7 separate regions of the Mus musculus genome follow, and regions 1, 3, 4, 5, 6 and 7 are each linked to region 2. A link is a contact called in public HiCAR-type and promoter capture Hi-C data. All regions are on one chromosome and are shown on one strand. The core of a region is the stretch at or near the end of the contact, and the rest is flanking DNA. Distances in the headings are between cores, read along the strand shown. Region 1 overlaps Itpr2 (inositol 1,4,5-triphosphate receptor 2). Region 2 holds the start of Etfrf1 (electron transfer flavoprotein regulatory factor 1). Region 3 overlaps Itpr2 (inositol 1,4,5-triphosphate receptor 2). Region 4 overlaps Itpr2 (inositol 1,4,5-triphosphate receptor 2). Region 5 overlaps Itpr2 (inositol 1,4,5-triphosphate receptor 2). Region 6 holds the start of Stk38l (serine/threonine kinase 38 like). Region 7 holds the start of 4930407I02Rik (a long non-coding RNA gene).

What was found. Promoter capture Hi-C pulls out the DNA fragments that hold promoters and counts their contacts. HiCAR-type assays count read pairs that join an accessible place to other places.
Region 1: a contact with region 2 is called in a promoter capture Hi-C map of pre-B cells, with 5 times the contacts expected there. The contact joins the enhancer-like site here to the promoter of Etfrf1 in region 2. A contact is called at or near these places in 6 of 39 promoter capture datasets (the 3T3-L1 cell line, the C10 cell line, the HPC-7 cell line and 2 more), 1 of 484 Hi-C or Micro-C datasets (the G1E-ER4 cell line), 4 of 115 datasets of contacts at active chromatin or transcription factors (astrocytes, microglia, pro-B cells and 1 more) and 1 of 9 other capture datasets (adipose tissue).
Region 3: a HiCAR-type map of astrocytes shows a contact between it and region 2, with 4 times the contacts expected there. The contact joins the enhancer-like site here to the promoter of Etfrf1 in region 2. A contact is called at or near these places in 8 of 39 promoter capture datasets (the 3T3-L1 cell line, 3T3-L1-derived adipocytes, cranial neural crest and 5 more) and 1 of 115 datasets of contacts at active chromatin or transcription factors (astrocytes).
Region 4: a promoter capture Hi-C map of hippocampal neurons shows a contact between it and region 2, with 3 times the contacts expected there. The contact joins the enhancer-like site here to the promoter of Etfrf1 in region 2. A contact is called at or near these places in 4 of 39 promoter capture datasets (the 3T3-L1 cell line, 3T3-L1-derived adipocytes, cranial neural crest and 1 more), 3 of 115 datasets of contacts at active chromatin or transcription factors (the NIH/3T3 cell line, embryonic stem cells and epiblast stem cells) and 1 of 9 other capture datasets (embryonic stem cells).
Region 5: a contact with region 2 is called in a promoter capture Hi-C map of cranial neural crest. The contact joins the enhancer-like site here to the promoter of Etfrf1 in region 2. A contact is called at or near these places in 5 of 39 promoter capture datasets (the 3T3-L1 cell line, cranial neural crest, hippocampal neurons and 2 more).
Region 6: a contact with region 2 is called in a promoter capture Hi-C map of hippocampal neurons, with 3 times the contacts expected there. The contact joins the promoter of Stk38l here to the promoter of Etfrf1 in region 2. A contact is called at or near these places in 3 of 39 promoter capture datasets (hippocampal neurons, liver and pre-B cells) and 1 of 9 other capture datasets (liver).
Region 7: a promoter capture Hi-C map of stem cell-derived epiblast-like cells shows a contact between it and region 2, with 7 times the contacts expected there. The contact joins the promoter of 4930407I02Rik here to the promoter of Etfrf1 in region 2. A contact is called at or near these places in 3 of 39 promoter capture datasets (cranial neural crest, hippocampal neurons and stem cell-derived epiblast-like cells) and 1 of 115 datasets of contacts at active chromatin or transcription factors (astrocytes).

Annotation. Positions count from the first base shown.
Region 1 is chr6:146,269,954-146,272,653 of GRCm38.p6, forward strand. All of the region lies in intron 37 of Itpr2 (inositol 1,4,5-triphosphate receptor 2), which reads right to left. Among named protein-coding and RNA genes, the nearest start is that of Gm35596, 52 kb to the left of the region's middle. Within about 2 kb of position 1,373, at least 182 of the 459 cell types and tissues checked have an H3K27ac peak or open chromatin away from gene starts, as enhancers often do. A contact at or near this core is called in the G1E-ER4 cell line, the HPC-7 cell line, adipose tissue and 4 more, where this site is marked.
Region 2 is chr6:145,209,709-145,212,408 of GRCm38.p6, forward strand. Etfrf1 (electron transfer flavoprotein regulatory factor 1) reads left to right here and starts at 1,439. Exons shown (of 3, transcript NM_133688.3): 1 at 1,439-1,544. Casc1 (cancer susceptibility candidate 1) reads right to left here and starts at 1,262. Exons shown (of 16, transcript NM_177222.4): 1 at 1,099-1,262. The coding sequence starts at 1,101.
Region 3 is chr6:146,408,874-146,411,573 of GRCm38.p6, forward strand. The region is part of intron 9 of Itpr2 (inositol 1,4,5-triphosphate receptor 2); the gene reads right to left. Among named protein-coding and RNA genes, the nearest start is that of Itpr2, 92 kb to the right of the region's middle. Within about 2 kb of position 1,423, at least 171 of the 459 cell types and tissues checked have an H3K27ac peak or open chromatin away from gene starts, as enhancers often do. A contact at or near this core is called in astrocytes and liver, where this site is marked.
Region 4 is chr6:146,347,136-146,349,835 of GRCm38.p6, forward strand. Itpr2 (inositol 1,4,5-triphosphate receptor 2) reads right to left here. Exons shown (of 57, transcript NM_019923.4): 25 at 1-98. Among named protein-coding and RNA genes, the nearest start is that of Gm35596, 130 kb to the left of the region's middle. Within about 2 kb of position 1,431, at least 5 of the 459 cell types and tissues checked have an H3K27ac peak or open chromatin away from gene starts, as enhancers often do.
Region 5 is chr6:146,382,139-146,384,838 of GRCm38.p6, forward strand. It overlaps Itpr2 (inositol 1,4,5-triphosphate receptor 2), which reads right to left. Exons shown (of 57, transcript NM_019923.4): 15 at 546-707. Among named protein-coding and RNA genes, the nearest start is that of Itpr2, 120 kb to the right of the region's middle. Within about 2 kb of position 1,378, at least 1 of the 459 cell types and tissues checked has an H3K27ac peak or open chromatin away from gene starts, as enhancers often do.
Region 6 is chr6:146,723,549-146,726,248 of GRCm38.p6, forward strand. Stk38l (serine/threonine kinase 38 like) reads left to right here and starts at 1,382. Exons shown (of 14, transcript NM_172734.3): 1 at 1,382-1,499.
Region 7 is chr6:143,259,253-143,261,952 of GRCm38.p6, forward strand. It overlaps 4930407I02Rik (a long non-coding RNA gene), which reads right to left and starts at 1,375. Exons shown (of 3, transcript XR_869574.1): 1 at 1,080-1,375. All of the region lies in intron 3 of D6Ertd474e (DNA segment, Chr 6, ERATO Doi 474, expressed), which reads left to right.

The sequences.
Region 1 (2,700 bases), core at 123-2,622, 1.1 Mb after region 2:
GCTGACAGGAAAGTAAATCACACACGTGTGTCGAATGTCCCGCCTAAGTCAGATCATCTATGAAAGAGCTGATTGTTATAATCTCATTTTGAGTGTGTTAGAAAACAACACGCAGAATCCACATATGTACGATAAGGTTGGAATAAAAATGGGGATTTCAACAAACTCCCATCCGGAGGTTTTAACGAATAAGAGAAAAATAAAAAGACCTTTTGCAAGAGGGAAAAAAATGAACAACATTGGTTTTGTTACAGTTTAAGAGGAACCTACCCAAAATCACAGAACTGAACAGCTAATCCCTGTTGACACAGCAGAGTGGACTGAGTCTGGGCTTCAGGGCCTTTGATTTCTACTCACAGCCATTAGCATCGGTCTGACTGCTGAAATCCTGCAGGCAGGAAGCCAGAGGCGGTCAGGAGAGCTGAGCCCAAGTTGGCTGTATTCTGGGTTCTCTGTGAGGCCCCAGGGAAGATAAATGAACCCTCAGCCTCTCTCCCTACACCGACCGACCGCTGCCTTCCTGCAGACTCCAGATCTCCTTCTGAGAGATGCAATCTGAAGTCTCAGCCATATAATAAGGGTGAATTTCTGACTGGTCCCAATTCCACAACTCTCACAAAGAAAGTAAAATCTGCCCAAAGTTTCTAACTTCAGATAACCTTCTAGGTTATCTGAAGAGCCGGAAAGATGGCCCCACAAGGACAAAGGCCCCAAGGGTCTGGCACCCTCCACGGCCCATGTGGATACCTGCATATGCAGATGCACATACACAAACAAAGATAAAATAAAAATCTTTTAAAAAGAAAAGTCCACTTGAACTCATAATTTAATTTTTTCTCACTAATGTTCCTTAAAATTTGCAAATTTCCTTTTTCCTTCATAGACCACGCATTGGGGGAAAATACTGGTTGCTACCTACACAAATTCCCAAAAATAATGTCCAGTATGTTACTTTTGTAGTAGTAGTAGGAATAGTTGTTGTTGTTGTTGCATTAATTGCTGAATCATCATAAAAATATTTTTAAGTGATGTGGGACAAGTTTTTCTAGTGAGGAGGACTGAGTTGCTTCCCTCCACTTCATTATTTGTCCGTATTACATAATACTTAATTTTCTCTCTTCAGGAGCATAATGAGATACAGACAGACAGACAGCAAATGTCCTTGCTGGAATTAGTGTGCACACTCATCAGTTATGTGCAGCCGATCAACATCTGCTTTCTAGTACAGAGCGGCCAAAGCTTCTCTCACGCAGACTCACGGATCCTTCAGAGCAACTGAATTTCAGGCAATGGCATTGCACAGCACGTGACTTGTCTCCAGTGAAGCACAGCGCCAGACACTGCAGGAGTTACATAACCACAGGCTGCTGCTGGCAGAGCCGCCTCAGTGGCTCAGCCGTCCGTGTCTCCTCCAACCACACCCTGCAGCTCTGATATGCAGTGTACACATGTGTTGTCATGTGCCTGGGGACTTTCTTGGCAGTGAACACAAGACACGGTTTCCTGCCTACCAGTAGGGAGAGGTCTTTTTTAAAAGTGATCACACTGTATACAGATCATATCAGGACAGAAGTCACCACAAGCCACAGCAAAAGCAGGTGTCAAATGTACACTGTACAACTCTCCCCCTGCCCTTTCAAATAAACTTTTAGATTGTGGCTACATTGGGATAATTTATTTAAGATGTTATAGTAAGTATAACCAATTGTCAATCATAAGTGTTTCTCCAAATGTGAGCCCCAAGGAACAACTAACTCCAGACACACATGGTTTGTTCCCAGCGCTTGGACAGAACACGCACTATCATGAGATATCATGAGTATATCTAGTTTCCTGGTGATGCTACTCTGTTAACGCTGAGCTCACATGAGTGTGGTGAATGTGACTGAGCATCTACGCACCCCCAGGCCTTCTCTTATGCTAATGCTGGGCCCTAGTGAAAAAGCACTGAATGCCAAATGGACACCTATCCTTTTCTGTATTCGAATTCTCATTCTAAAAAAAAAGTCTATCTACATACAAAGATCCTGAACCCAGGTATAAAGCAATCAATGTGTGCCTGCTATTTTCAAAAACAAGAGCTTGGCAGGCAACCTGCGATGGTATGAACTTGACACATGAAGAGAAAGCAGAGACTACCCACAAACACACAGAAGAAGTGACAAACATGTGTTTTTCAGGATTCCAAGATGCACCTATGTCTTTATTAAATACCAAAGTAATACCGAAGGAAGCGATTTAATATTACAGTAGCTAAAATTAAACAGGGGAAGAGTTGTTTAAAATAACACCAATGACTAGAATTCTGAATAAAACCTGAACTAGATTTAGGTAGAAACAGTTTTGATCTCACCTGGCTTGAATATTTAAAATTATATAGTGAGAATTCAAAGTATCAATGAGAAGAAATGAAAACATTTATATAATTTAAAGGTTTGTACTCAGCTACTCCAAGAGACATCATTTATGGAACAGTGACGCCTACTGGTAACTTGTGATATTGCATCTCAATTGTAGCCCTGCTCTATGGTCTGCCCACTGACATCTAAGGAGGCAGGGAGGCCATATACACAGGTGTTGAAGTTGGAGCAACCAAAATATGTTATAGACACTCAGAAGTATGTCACAAATAATGCTATTAGTTTGTGCAAATAATTTATGCTTAAAAAATGAATCCAGGCCTGACAAGATAGGCAAGTA
Region 2 (2,700 bases), core at 189-2,688:
TGTGTTAGCGTTTGACCTGCTTATGAAAAGGGTCTGTAATTATTTCACCCAATTAAGAAGAGCTGATACTGGAACTGGACAGGCCTCTGGCTCAATATGGCTGGTACAGGTTACAAAGAGGAATCTTGGATACAGACCCTCATGAAGAAAATAAGCATCGTATGAAAAAAATGAGTTTACACTGCTACACACTAAAGAACTATTTAGAAGTAGAAGAGAGATCTGAATAAATCCCTGCCCCCATGCTGACACCCTGACCCCAGATGTTCAGTCTCCAGAATGGTGAGGTAAGCAGTTTCTACTGTTTAAGCAAACATGTTTATGGTACTTTGTTTCCTGGAAGCCCCATGATACAGTTAGGTTTGAAGCTGCAACCTCCTGGAATCTACATTTTAAATATTCCCCCAAATGGCTTGGAAGTCTTTGAGAAACAGTGCTATGTAGATAGGAAAAAGAAATTAAATCCACCTTTCGATGTAGCAAATACGTGCTTGTTCTTGTAATTTGCCAGCAGTCTTAACTTGGCTGATGACCCATTGGGGGTCTTGCCAGGGGAGGCCTTCACTACCCATTTCTTCCCACCACTTACAGAAAATACATACTTATATCTTAAAAGAGACTGAAAAGCACCAATCTTTTCTTCTCTCCTACCCTTAATAGCTTGATTACTCCGCTTTAGATACACCAGCTGTTACCTTGGTAAAGCTTGTGTCTGATATTCTGCTTAACTGACAGAGCCGGAGGGCTGTAATATTCTCCTTTGTGTGTCTCTGGCTTCCAGCCAGCAAACACAAATAATGCACTCTGAATCTCCCCTCAACGAGTGTGATAATTGATGATCTCTTGATGGAGAATGGGAAACAACACACGAAATTTGCTCCATATTGTTCTGCGTTGGAATGAAAACTTTTCTGACAAGGCAGTCAGAGCCAAAGTGGGAATGTACATCACCGGAAGCTAGTAAAGTTTAGTCACTGCAAAGATCTGGATCTCGCCACCTCTGGATCGCACTGCCCCTGTCTGCCTGCCCTCCCTCGACAGCGCTGAAGTGGAATCCGCACTTGCCCCTTTCCTGTCTCCCTCACTTTCCTGGCTTACCATGACAGAAGCAGGAACTTTGCTTAGGGATAAGTGAACTCTGCAGAGCAGGAACGCTCACGGTTGTCAAGACGACAGGCCACGCCCACTCACAACTCCCAGTGTTTTGCGAAGGACAACCTGCGCAATCGCACTGTAGTCTTCCGGTGAGTACTGCCCAAGTCGTAGACTGGTTACACAAGCCACACTTCCCACATAAGGTACGCCCACATCGCGGCTTTTACCTAATCCCGCCCATTTCCGCCTGATGCCCCGCCCCAGCAAAGAAAGCGGCCTCGAGTCCCATACACTGCTGCCTGTAGTCCCGCCCTGAGCCCACCCCCGCCTCTCAGCTCCGCCCACTTCCGGCAGACGGTCGGAGCATTTACGGCCGTGGTGCCGCAAAGCGCTGGAGTGAGGCGGTCTGAGCAAGCTGTCGTCTGGACCCCAGACCTGCTGGTGGTGAAGTATGCCTTAGGCGAGGGCTTCCGGGCGTGGGGAGAGCTGCGTCTCACACTGAAACGCAGGCTGACCTGGAACTCGCGGGCATCCCTCAGCTTCCTCCTGAGAGCTGGGGTTATAGCCGAGGCCCGCCACGGCCAGCCTTGTAAAAAGGTTTCTTCCTCGCTTCTTTTGCGTCTGGACGAGCCCTTCCCGGGGGATCTGGGGAATGGCGCCAGCTCACGACTAGGTGAAGCCATAGGTTCCGGGCGGGTCCCCCAGGGAGTCATCTGGCCACAAAGGCGAGCTCCAAGAGGGTCGCTACCTTGATATTAAAGTAGTACAGATTCTTCACTGATCGTGGGAGTTTAGTTTCTATGCAAAGCATTCGCCCTTCTCAAGAGCTGCTCACACACTAGTTTAACGTGACTTCTAAGAACCAGTAAGCCATTGTTGTCCCAAGGTCACGGAGCGCTGTACTGTTGTGGCAGCCTGCAGAATTTCAGCCCTTCTCCATAAGAAAAGGCACTTGAGACGTAGAGGAATGGAGACAGTTCTTTAACCCAACCCCAGCTTACGGCCCGTCTAACCCAAGATAGAGTACTAATGCTCTGTCCCTTACATAAACTAAATGTTCTGTTCAGTAGGACTGACAGCTAGTTTTTGTGGGTTAAGGTCATTGGTTGCACAACACTTAAGACCTTACTGCCCTCCGAACCTTGGTAATGAGATAAAAACTTAACACCTACTGCATATAAATTCAAATTTGTTTTATCTTAGCTGTTGAGGTATGGAAGGTAGCCTTTGTTTTGAATTATTCAACAAAGCAACTACTAGTGTTTAGTGACAGAAAACCTCAGACTAAACTAGGAAGTGGTGTGGAAGTACAGTAATTAACATGGTGACTCAGGAGAAATGGCCTTACTCAAAATCACTGTGTCATTATCAACTTCTCTCCTAAGAGGAAAACTAATAGTAGAGATGTGTTAGATCCCATGGTTCAAGACTCTGTGCATGCTTTTTTGAGTTTTGATGTCCTCTAGTCCCTGGGCAGGATTTGTGAGTAATAAGAGGGCTGCTTTCTGGCATCTCTTCATCTTGACACGGGTTGTACTAGCCCCTCTCTCCTGTCATGTACCTGTACCATCTAAAGGCGTATGGTCGCACAACCTCTGGTATGGG
Region 3 (2,700 bases), core at 173-2,672, 1.2 Mb after region 2:
AGTGGTTAAGAACATTGACTGCTCTTCCAGAGGTCCTGAGTTCAGTTCCCAGCAACCACATGGGGGCTCAAACCATCTGTAATGGGATCTGATGACCTCTTCTGGTGTGTCTGAAAACAGTGACATACATACAGTACAGTATACTCATATGCATAAAATTAAAAAAAATAATTATTCCTGGTGTTCAAGGAAACCATTAAAGGGCAGGTTGAATTTTAATCAGGAGATAAGGGAGAGAGATCACCACAAGTAAGAGAAGTAGGACTAATTTGAGTTTGCAGAACCTCTTGTGTGATGTTTCTTTAAAAATGCTTTTGAGAGTTCATTCATTTAACTTCACAATTCCCCTTCTGAGAAATGTTCTTAATCCTTAATTCTTCACAGATGAGATGTGGGCTACTGACGGGAATGTCACACAGAGCCATGTGTGACAGGTCTGAGGAATGCAAGCCACACCCCAAGAGACTGCAACATCTCCTCTCCTGCCTCCAGCAAACAGAAAGGTGTGAGCCAAAACAGAACGACTCCACAGATAGGCTCTTATGCTGAAGGAAAGATTTCCCGGGACCTCAGAGGCTTTTAAGCTAAAGGGAAGATCATGCCGCACGAAAGAGGCTGTTAAATGAATGATGTTTACATCAGTCTTATATGTTTACAGTCATCAGCATCTAAGTGTAGAAACTGCCATGGAAAGATATGCTTATCTTGATTCCCAAGTTGTGATGCCTATAACCGGGGAGGAGAGGTGTCACTGTGGGGAAATGACCCGAGTTCTAAGAATATTTCATGCATTTATAAGACCGTGAGATAGCCAAGATCAAATTCAGGGTCCACAAGGTGGAGAGAGTGGATGAGAGAATGTAGTGGTTACTGGCAATATCGACAGGTAGCCTTCATCAAAACACACAATTAAAGTGCAGTGTGCAGAAGAGAAAGTCAGGTCGCCACAAGAGTCTCGCTAACTGTACCGAGTCAGATGCAGGATGCCAGCAGTCTTACACTCACACAACAGAAGGAAACAGACTGAAATCACAGAAGCCCATGATTCACGCTCATAGTCTTGCTTTCTAGTCCTTTGGGGGTGGGGGTGAAGGTGGGGGCACAAGTGGGTTCCTGAATGCAGGTGCAGTACTTGTAGAGACCAGAAGAGGGCACCAGACCCTTTGGCAACCTGAGCGAGGAGCGCCAACCACACTGCAGGTCCCAGGGATAGCCGTCATCTGCTTAAGCAATCTCCCAGCTGAGCCATTTCCCTAGCTAGCTGCTGTTGTTTTGCTTTTGGGGTTTTGTTTTAGTTGGTGTTTGTTTCTTTTCTTTTTATTTATTTTTTTTCTAGAAAGTGTCTTCTATGTGGGCCTCAGACTCAACTTTACAGCTGCTGCTGCTGCAGACAATCCTGGCCTCCTGCCTCCTCACTCTCAGAGCATGGGACGCCAAGACTGTCCTCTTCCAGCACTTTAGTGGTTTTTTTTATTAACTGTTCCTAGGAGTATTGGAGTTAGGAAGTAGGGGTTTAGTGCCATCTAGTGGACGCTTGACCTAGTTACAAACAAATAAGCGAGCCCATTTTCTTCACTGGGGTGTGTGTGTGTGTGTGTGTGTGTGTGTGTGTGTGGTGTACATCACTCACTTCTTTTTTTAATTGACACTGTATTTCACTGGCTTAGAGCCCTCCTGATGGGCTAGGCTGGCTGGCCACAGAGCCTGTCTCCATTTACCCAATGGTAGGATTACAAGCACAGGCCCCCACGCCTGGCCCTTCTCAGGTAAGTCCCGAATGGCAAGAACCCCGTGCTTTCAAGGCAAGCAGCTTATTCACTGAGCTCTCCCCAACTCCCAAGTAAGCTACTCTAGAAGGAAATATGACAGCCAGGTGTGGCGGCACGCACTTGGAAGGTGAGGCAGGAGTATCAGGAGTTCAAAGCCAGTCTCTGAAAAATAGCAAGTTCGAGTCCAAACAAAATGAGACCCTGGCTTGCCAAGCCAAAGGCCATGTGAAATCTTTAACAAAATTATTTTACATTCTTTGCTTTGTCTTGCTTTGGAAAGAAATACCAAGTTGTTGCTTTAGTGACTGAGCTCCACAGTGTGGAAATGTCTGAAGCAGTGAATGGGGAGCAGAGATGCCCGAGTGTTGCCCTTCCCACGGGGCAGGATTGGTTCCAAGGCTGTGTTAGCCGTTCCTCAGATGACGTTGTTTTCTCTCCCACAGGCACGGTCCCGAACTTAAGGTCTCTAAGTCACAGCGTCTGCACAGTTGTACAGTCCGCATCTGCCACCTTCACCTTGACTGACTAACTCATGTGTCCCAAGGAAGTGACATTACAGAGAGACAGGTGACAAGTCTGCAATCACATAAAGTCCAAATGTCTGAATTACCCGTCCTGTAATTAAATGCTTATTTCTACATTTCAACCCTGGTTTTCTGGCCCTCTATGTTTCTGGAAAGTTAATCTGCATCTTCTAACACTGTGTGGCGAGTCTCCTCATGCTGAGGAAGGGCATCTTTTAACCTCGGCTACTCATGGTCTTGCAGAATAAAACCCACGTGTATCCTCCAGTGCTGTCCTAAGCGTTGATGCTTTCTACATTCACCATAATGTAGAGCCTGGTCTTCAGTGGCTTACAACTGTGCATGCTCGGTGTACAATCGCTTGCTGAAGCCCCACTGCGCATGCTCGGTGTACAAGCGCTTGCAGA
Region 4 (2,700 bases), core at 181-2,680, 1.1 Mb after region 2:
ACAGCAGCGGAGCATAGTCGTGCATGATCAGGTGGATGAGGACGCGTAAGAACGTCCTGCCTCCTTCATCATCAAGCTGAACTGGAGTTTTTTCTTTTCTATAAAACCAAAAGTAATTCTAAAACAACAAATTACATGATATCTATATTAAAGTCATTTCAATTATATCACGTTTTTAAGCGTTTATCCCTTGTGTTCCCAAAACAGGAAATTAAAAGGAAGACATTGTTGCTTCTTAATCTCCTATCATTGATGGAGGGACAGGGACAAAGGTGGTTCCTGGAGAATCTCAAGAGTCGATCAACAACACAGGGAGGTGCAGGCATTCAGTAATCCCAAGATCATTCTTCATTAATTGTTAGTTAGCATACAAATAAAGGAGTGGGGTTCATTATCACATTTTCATAAGTAGATCATTGTTCAAATTTTCCCACTATCTTCTTTGTCTTCCTTGCCCTTCCACTCGTCCCCCTTTATCCCTCAGAGTCCCCCTTTTGAAATCAACCAATGGCTGGTTTCCCCCAGAGCCCAAGAAATCACCACGTGGCAGTTGGGGAGGGACAGTCACAGTGCACAGCCATCACCCCTGGGGCTCTGTGTGCTTGGCACAGTGGGACTGGGAACAAGATTCACTGGGTGAAAGGTCTATCTGAAGGCATGCGTTGCTGCTGGTGCTGCACCGTGTTCTGAAGCACATACTCAGATGGCTCTGTTATAGGTGGCAGTTGTGCAATTGTGCCAGTCTGTATAGCCTAGCATATGTGTTATGCAATACATGTGGGTTCCATAGGTGGGAGGAAGAGAGAGATGACAGAGAGACAGATTACAGATTCATAGAGATAGGACACAGACAACAGATAGATGTACATATGGATGAATGATAACTAGAACTGGTAGGCAGAGAAGTGATAGCTCAATAGATAGTTGCACTCACAGACAGATAATTGATACACATGATACATAAATATACATAGATAATAGGCAGACAGATGATTTTTAAATAATAGGTATAGAGAGATATATAAATAGAGGATGGATACATAGATGATAGAGAGACAGACTGACAGAGTATAATCTATTGATTCTTGGATCAGGGCTAACAAAGCAGCACAAAAGTAACTGAAGCAAAGGAGAAGTAATACAGTCAGGAGACAAGGTATGTAAGCCGCGGTTGTGCATTCTCTCTCTCTCTCTCTCTCTCTCCCTCTCTGTCTCTCTCTCTCTCTCTCTCACACACACACACACACACACACAGAGTCACATACACATGCATATATACACACAGAGACACACAGAGTCACATACATACTCTTATACACACATACCAACATACATACACAGATACACATAGAGACACACATACAGACACACACAGAGTCATGCATATACACACATACTCTTTTACACACACACACATACATACAAACACACAGATACACATATAGACTCAAACAGACACATACACAAATGCATACTCTTACACACAGATACACACAGAGAGACAAAGTATACTCAACACATAAACCAGTAACTATCACTTGCAAGTGCTACATTCTGCGTGTGACTGCACATGCCACACACTGACACAGCCAGCTGTGTGGTGGTTCCCACACACTTCTCCAGACTCCTGACTAACACACTGTGATCTGACAGCAGGGTGGCTATGAGGTCACTGTCTCCGGGAATCTTTCAGTTCTTGCTATTTTACACCTGGGGTGTCACTGGCCAGGGTCATTATGCAGCTCATGTCTGCATTTGACAATAAAATCACAGGAGCTGGAGAGATGGCTCAGTTAAGAGCACTGACTGCTTTTCCAAAGGTCCTGAGTTCAATTCCCAGCAACCACATGGTGGCTCACAACCATTTGTAATGAGTTCTGATGCCCTCTTCTGGTGTGTCTAAAGACAGTGACAGGACAGTGTACTCACATACATAAAATAAATAAAATTTTTTTTAAAAAGAAAAGTCTGAAAAGGCTATATTTTAAAAAAAGAAAAGAAAATCAGACTGCCTTTATCTTTTTGCCCCAGAATAATAAAATATTGCAATAGAAAATCATAACAAAGGCCAGTATCACAGCAGAAAATAAGCTTACACCAAATGTTCACTAAACAGTAAGTCTTTGGGGGCTCCGGTCCTCCCTCCATTCCCTCCCCAGCCTCCCTTCCCTCTCTCTCACCCTCCTCCCCTACACAGAGTCACACTATGTAGCCTAGGCTAGCACGGAACTGTGGATCTTGGGGTTCTGTTAAACCTTAATTCTTGTTCCCCTTTCTAGAAAGGTACAGGGTAAACATTTTGTCTCCTCGGGCTACCTGAGGTCTGTAATAAAAATGAACTTCAGTAATTCTGAGATGTACTTTCTCATTGTGGTTGCTCTTAATCCATTTCTGAAAAAGAAACTTCACAACAATACACGCCAGGGACATGGTAGCAAAGGAGAGCACATATCACGCACGGGTTCCTGAGGCGCCTTACTTTCTTCCATCATGGACACTTAAGGATGGAAGAAATGCCTGGCTTCTCCTGCATAAAGCTAAAGACAACATCAAAAGAAGCTACTTTCTTGACTTGGTGAAGTGATGTGTTACAATGTTTATATAACAGAGCTAAGGACATTTGTATTCTCATCATCTAAGGAAATAAAAGCTAAGAATTCTGAGAGAGTTAACTATGCGGACCCGATTTCTGCCAGTTTT
Region 5 (2,700 bases), core at 128-2,627, 1.2 Mb after region 2:
GTTTTTGAGACAGGGTTTCTCTGTGTAGTCCTGGCTGTCCAGGAACTCACTTTGTAGACCATGCTGGCCTCGAACTCAGAAATCTGCCTGCCTCTGCCTCCCAAGTACTGAGATTAAAGGTGTGTGGCACCATGCCCTGACTGCTCCACACACATATACAGTATACTATGGTCATATCCACACACATATACAGTATACTGTGGCCATATCTGCCCTCCATTACCCTCTCTTTATGACTCTCACTCCTGAAAGATCCCACTTCTTCCCCCCAGTTAGTCCTATCTTTTTGTGTGTGCAAGCCTTATGCGGGTAGCCACATCTGCTATGTGTTCATGAACGCAACACCATGCCATACCCAGAAGATAGATATGCACATCCCACCATCGAGTCTAAGTCCTAAGAAAGAACACCTGTTTAACTCCACAGTTCTTATAGGTGGTTCTATGAGCTGCCACATACAACCCATCCTTGCAAAGTCCAGTTTCTTCCTCCTCCAGTGTGCACTTTAACAGCCACCAAAGCCAATGCTGAGGCTCCAGACCCACCTGGTTCTTCCTGTAGTCCTGCTGCGAATGCCGCAGCACACGGTAGCAGAGACGCAGCACATACTTGTACGGGGCGTAGCGCTGGTCGCCCAGGTCCTCCAGCCTCAGCATCGAACCTTCTCCAGCCTTCTCCTTGAAAGGTGCTTTAAGGATCCCAAACACCTAGAGGAATAAAAAAAAAAATCCTCCTGTTTTGATGGACACACGCGCATGCTTTGCACCATATTTGCATTTTTTTACAGATAACACAGACTTTAAAACACCGTAGAAATGTGTGACTGGAACTAATGCAAAGGCTGCCCGCTTCCTGCTTAGTGGGGGAGGACATTAGTGGTTGCTCGTCCTGGGTGATGAACACAAACAAACCAAACCCCGCTGCTTGCAAAGTCAAGGACAAATCCACTACATCAATATCATAATGGATTTTATTTAGAAATTGTATTTTATTAAGATGGTAAATACTTAGGTATTTGTATGAACCTACACAGAAATATTCAGATCAATTAAAATATGTTTTCTATATGTTTTTAGTATTCTGTTATTTTTTTTTGGTAACTTCCCCAAATTAAAACAATATAAAGGACATGTACAATTTTTTTAACCTGAAATTTACATCAGGTAATGGTTTCCAAATGTCACTCTCGCCTTGTTATAGGCAAAAGGAAATAACTCCAAATACATATGCAACCGTGATTCTAAATACATGAAATTCTCTCTGAGCCCCTTCACCCCCTCACAGTATGCAGATAAATGGCCACAGGAATGAATGCATTAACAAGAAGCCACAAGAGAGATTCTGGAGATGTCCCCACACCCACACACCCCATCTCTCACAGGGAGCCAAATTCTTGCTAGGTCAGGGAGCATGGGAAAGAAGTATGAGGAGGTAGCCCTGACTGCGGAGAGAAGCCAGCAGGCTGAGAGCGTTCTCTGAGAAGGATCATGTGATCAAGGCCATGAGCCTCGAGACAAGAATTCAACGTGGAAAGGAACTGTCCCTTGGAGTTCATGAAATATGACCGTATGTTTCCAGGAGACTTTTATGTTCTCAAATTTCTTTTTGCAATAGGTGTAGATTATTTCAGGGATCCACAACTGGTCAAAATACAGTGACTGCTTGGCCCTGGGGTGCCCATGTCTGATTAATACAACTACACACATCCCCTATACCTAAGACACAGAAAGTCACAGAAGAGGAGGTGGAAAGATTGTAAGGCCAGAAGACTCTTGAGAGTCTGCTGTGAGACTGTGCCTTTCATGTGTGACCTATGAACTCTAAACAACACAGTTGCCTGAGCAAGATCAGTGTAAGGACAGGTCCAGTTGACATGCAAACTTGAATAAGGGAAATTCCACATGACCCCACCCTCAAGAGAAGAGCTAGAGGTGATATGGTGCCTGCTCCAGGGACCAGGTCCCACACAGGTTGTCCAATACCAAGTGGTCAACACCGGACACAAATGAGGAACACTAAGTGAACTCAGTAGGTTGTGTGTGTGTGTGTGTGTGTGTGTGTGTGTGTGTGTGTATACATATATATATATATATATATATATATATATATATATATATATATATACACATACATACATATATATATATACATACATATATATATACATATATATATATACCTATAATAATGATAGGGGAAATCATGAATTTGGAGGAGAGAGAACTTGGAAGGGGAGAGGGTGAGGCAGATGTAAGATAAATGCAGTCAGTATTTATGTATGAAGTTCTCAAAAAATAATATTATTTTTGAAAAGAAGAATTTTATGTTCCCTAGACCTTGGATTATTCTGTATTTATATTATGAAATAAAAAGTTGGGCACAGCAGTTAATGTGCTCATAACTCACTCAAGGTCCTAAAAGTCCCTGAAATCAAATGCTTTCTGGAAACAATTTACTGCTGTCAGAAAGACTTTGTCCCTGAGACCTGAGACCTTTACCTTATTTCATGAAAACACTGTTTTCAGACATTCTGTGGATCTCAGCCACACTATGTCTTCAGGTTTCCTTTCCCAACTCAGCATGGAATGCCAATTACTGTTAATTAATTAGTGCTATGATAGGTATGTCTTTAAGGCTTTTCCTTGAGGCCATATGTAGTTGATACAAAAGCTAATTATTTTAATCGTTATTTATTATATT
Region 6 (2,700 bases), core at 132-2,631, 1.5 Mb after region 2:
CTCAGAAATCCACCTGCCTCTGCCTCCCGAGTGCTGGGATCAAAGGCGTGCGCCACCACACCCGGCTCCAAGAATGGATTTGTTAATAGTGATTGGGAATATTGGTTTGTCTTACTCAAAGACCAGTTTTATCTTAAAAAGCAAAACTCTTGTCACTTTCCCAAAACTCTCCCCTGTGTTCTCCATGGGAAAGTGATTTTCTAAATATCACACACTCTTCTCCCTTTATCCACAGATTCACTTTGGCAGTACCCACAGTCAACCATGTTCCAAAATTATGAAGTGGAAAATTCCAGAAATAAATGATTCACCAGTTTTAAACTGAAAATGCCGTTCTAAGTAGCCAATGAAGTCTCTCACTCCCCTCACTGTGTTGCTCCCAGGACGCTAGCAGTTCCTCTGGAGTGTCAATGTTGTGTATGTGAAACTCCTGGCCCCCTGGGAGGCATGGTCCTTGTTCCAATAATCCTCATTTTATTTCATAATAGCCCCAAAGCACAAGAGCAGCTGGCTGTCTACATCAAAGATAAGATTTAGCCTGCTTTTGTATTGTTAAGACTGGGTCTCACTCTGTAGCTCTAGCTGGGCTCAAACTCACTATGTAGCCCAGGCTGGTCTCAAACTTGCCGCAGCTTCTGCCTCAGCCTCCTTGGTGATGGGATTACATGCATGAAACACTGTACCTGGCGTCAAAGTTTGTTTGTTTGTTTGTTTTTTTAAAGTAAATGTTGTTGAGGTTGCTTAAATCTATGGTTCGGTTGTTAATCTCTTACTGTGCTGGATGTATAAATTAAGAGTAGGTGTGTGTAGGACACACAGTGTATAGTGTTTGGCTAGTCCGCGGGTCCTGAAGTTTGCCTGCCTACCTTTGATGCGAAGGGAAGAGACAATGACGACGACAATTTTCTAGCCTAATGCTGTATGTTATGTTGTCAACTGCTCTGGGATTTTTCAGGTAAGTTTAGCAAATTTTCATGTATGCTGGTAAGTTTCTTGTGGTCTTCCTAAATTCTAAATCCTCCTAAGCCTTTCGGGTTCAGTTATAGAGACGTGGAAGTCACAGAGCTGCTACATTGGTGATCTCTCCTCTATGGAGCCATCTTTGCATTGCCTTGAGGAGAGCTCCATCACACCAGGCCTCTCTCAGGGTCAGGCAGAACCAGTTAGAACTGGAGAGGGCCATGAGACAAGAACGTTACAACGCCCAGTAGTGATTAGACTGAGCTCAGGTTCCTGGACCAACCTACACTTCCGCCCGCGAAGGTGGGGGTCGGTACTGGCGCTGACGCCAGAAGGACACTTCCGCCTGGGTGCGTATGACGTCAGGGGCGACCCCTTTAAAAAAAAAAATCTAGGAGATCAAGTCTCGCGAGATTCTGGCGCGGCCGCTTTGGCACCGCCTCACGGGGCGGGACGAGGCGGGGCCTGGCGCGAGAGACGCGCGCCGCGGGCTGCGGTGACTGAGGAGGAGGCTGAGCGGGCGCGGGCGACACCGGCAGGTGAGAGCGGGCGAGGGCACCGGCGCCGGCGCGGGGCAGGGCCGCGGGGCTAGGGCGGCGCTCGCTGCGGGGAGGTGTGAGGGGCTTGGCGCGGTACAGCCCGCGGCGCCCAGCCCAGGTGTCCCTGGCGGAGCGGAGAACCGCGGCCGTGCGCGGCGTCCCCGGGCTGCAGGCGGGGCCGCGCCCCCACCGCCTGTCAGTCACCGGGGCCTTCGCCGAGCCGGGTGCGGCAGCCTGCGTACCGGGAGCGGAGCCGCCAGCCCCGCGCGCGTCCTGCTCCGGGCCCACCTTCCCGTCCCCTCCGGACGCAGAGGGCACGGCTCGCCGGCACAAAGTTGCCGGTGCACAGCGACGGCAAACTGTGCCCGAGCCGCGGCGTCCCTGTCACCGATGCTACTTTCTCTGTTGCGGGGTCGCTCTTGGGTCCCGAAGTTTGGAGAAACGCGGTGAAGAGATGCGAGGTGGGTCTGGAGCAGCGGCTGGTGTAGAGGTGCGCTGCTGCCGCCCCTCGGGACTCACTCGGTGCAGAGCCGGCGCGCTCTCCGGCTCCTCTGCAACTTGGGACGCGTTTCGGTAGAAGCCACTTATGGATTTGGCTCTGGTATTAGCCACACGACTGCCAAGAAGCCAGGCGAACAAAGTTCAATGGTTTTAAGGTGGTGATTACCCCTTATTTGGCAGTCGTGGCTTAAATCGGTCAGGTCTCCCTACTTTAAGTCAATAAGCCTTGCAATTTGCATATCAAGTTGTCTTGATGTCTCACGCACAAGCCTAAATGGAAAGGTTTTTCTCTTACGCCTCAGGATATATAAAACAATTAAGTTTATTATGCTCTTTCCCTCGTGGCCAAGAGGCACTTTATTTGAGTTAGTTGCTCTTGTGTCTATTTGGGGAGATAATTTAGTTAAATATACGATAAATTATGATATTGCGCGAGGTCATAAAAGTACTTTTATTTGGAAAATCCTGGTCTCAGAAGAAGTACAAGGGATAAAAGTTTGGTATTTGCCTTCGCTCTGCTGAGCGTTTTTTCTCCTAGTTAGAGGCCCGATTAGGCATCCCATTTGTTGGGATGTGTTTAGAATGAGAAGCATAGTTCGGTGTAGTTTCCGTGCTCTTTTGAAAGGCCTTGCTGTTAAGTAATGAACAAATTAGACTCAGAAAAACCACATTAAATAGAATACTGGAAGTCTCAGCACTT
Region 7 (2,700 bases), core at 125-2,624, 2.0 Mb before region 2:
AAAAGCTTGGGAGCTATTTAATTCATCCTAGGACAAAAATCTAACGCTCCCCAGCGACGCGAGTGGAGCCGCATTTAAGAAAGGCAGCCTGGTGTAGAATAATGATGGAGTAAGTAAATGACATGGAACTATGACGGATTCTAAACCCAACTGGAAAATCGAGAAAGAGAACCAAGTGCCGTGCAGAATGACAACTTGACAATACCCCGGAGCAGCAGGCCACATCCTGACACAGTTACCCGTCCCTGTCCCTGTGCCGGGGGCGGGCATTGGTGTCTGGGCTCTCTGTTGGAACAGTGTGGCTTTGTGGCCCATTTTCCCACCCCTTTGTCCCTTACTTAGACTGGCTGGCTTTTGCGGCTCTTCGGCAGGATCCTAGCAGCCCCATACGGGGTAGACAGAACCTGGAGGTCGGCTGTGTTAATATGTCTTTCTAATTGAAGACGAGATTAAAAAAAAAAAAAGGAATTACTAATGCCAAAGCCATTTATGAAATTCTACAACAGGGAAAAGCCCCCGAAAAAGAAACAGATTCCTAAACCTAGGCGAGGTGTCAAAATTTAAGATTATTTTATCCTCCTGTATGCAGAGTCGCAGGAAAAAAAAAAACAACAAAAAAACAAAACAGCGGGCGGTCCAAGTACATCAATCAGAGGAGACAGCACATTCTAGACTGGGAATATAATTAAGTAGAAGATATAAAAATAGGATTTCCCAACCTGGCAAGTGGAAACATAAACCAACTGGCAGAGGAAGGGCGAGAGGAGGGTCCCACTCCCATGGAGTAACTATGGAGAAGGGAGAGCAAACAGGAAATAGACAGCAACCGGTGAAGGGGGAGAGGGCGGGAGGGAGCCGGGAAGCTATTAAGTGTGAGGGAGGGTGAATGTGCCAAGACCTGATTTTAGCCTCCAGTTAGCGAATTCGGGGGTGAAGATACTGTCACATTTTGTGAAATACTGATACACCATCCTGTGGAGAACTGATTTGATACATTTAGCCGCAAACTGAGTTAGTCTCTTTGCTCAACAGAAAACAAAGCGCAATTACATCTTGAAAACAAACATTTTTTACTTTACCGGCACCGTGGGTCAGGAATGGGAATAAGTCGCTTTCCAGTCAGAGGCAGGAGACCGCAATACAGGGCCTGCTTCTAAAGGCACCTGTGGTCCACACTGAGGAGCGCTTTACTGATGGGACTAATTGGATCGTGTTTCCTCCCTCCCTTACTCAAAACTCATTAGACAAAAGAATAAAGCTAGACACATGCCCTACCTTCCTTAAGAGGGGCCGCGAGAAAGTGAAAAAAAAAAAGCTGCTTAATAAAATATAACAAAATTGTTTCCCTTTTATTTCTCCACCATAACAAGTGCAGTTCTGGGAGGAGGGTGGGGGAAGACTTCTCTCAGCTGGGCTAGCGCTAAAGCGCCTTTTCTTATTCCTTACGCTCTACTTAAAAGCTATCAATTTAGACCTGTCCTATGTATTGCCCCGTGAATGGAACAAGGCTTTGCGGTCTTTAATTAAGGGTGAAAAACTCTTTGAACATCTCCGCGTTCCTGTGTTCATGTGTGGAAGGCCTGGTGTAACAAAAGAATTTAATCAAACTACAAGCCTAATAAAGACTACATTGCCTGAACTAAATGCTGAGATTGTGGTCGGAACTCTGAGTTTTACATTTAAAAAAGCGGGTCAGAGCGTTCATTCATCTTGATTAGCGATGCCAACCTAATTACTTCTGGAGGAAACAGTAATTAGCTGGAGTCTCACCTCATTAATCATGACATTCTTGTAGAAGACTATTTTTATCTGATAAATGCCTGGGATTGGAACAAGGTGTATATTTGAATTCTGGTTAATTGTACACAGCTTGCTGCATTGCATTTTGCGTTTTTAATCGTTTAACCACTTCCTTGCTGCGGGCCTCTGGAGGACCATGAGCTGCTGACTTCCATCCTTGTGGTGAATTTTTTTTTTTTTTTAAATCTGACTTAATGAGAGAGTTGGTTCTTGTTAGCAAACAGATCACAGGTTGTGTCCCAGGGACTTGGAGGACAGGATGAAAACAAAGCTAGGATGTGTAGATGAAGTCGCTCAGACTTGGTGGGACAGACACAGGGTTTCTGTGGATTGGATATGTAGATGAAGTCGTTCAGACTCGGTGGGACAGACACAGGGTTTCTGTGAAGGATTCAAGATGAATGAGGCCATTGTGTAACCCACGAAGCGGCTTGCATATGACCAGTTCTGACTACAGACTTGCAGCACACAGCAGGGAATCTTAATATGTTGAGTCGGCTCCTTTGAGCCTCTTACCTGGAGCTGACCCTAACACAGGGGTCATAGTTGGAAGGCAGCCTTGACTCAGTTGTATCTAGAGTCACTTTGCCTGCGGCCCCGTGGGTTCTAACTGCTTTACCCTGTACCAGAGTTTCTAGGACTAAGTAGTCACTCAGGTTAATAAATTGGTTGTTTCCTTCTGGCTCCTTTCTGGTTCACAACTCCTTCAGTAACTCTCTAAAGGAGCGCCAGTGAATACAGACAGAGCCCTCAAATCACGGCTTACAACCATGTAAGAGGTTTGCCTACAGCACATCCTGATGTCAGAGTGGGGGCTGCATGAGTCGCTCCTGCCCGGTGTCAGTCAGTTCCCTGAGCTTACATGGCTGGTACGGAAACAGACATCTAGAGTCTTCAGGG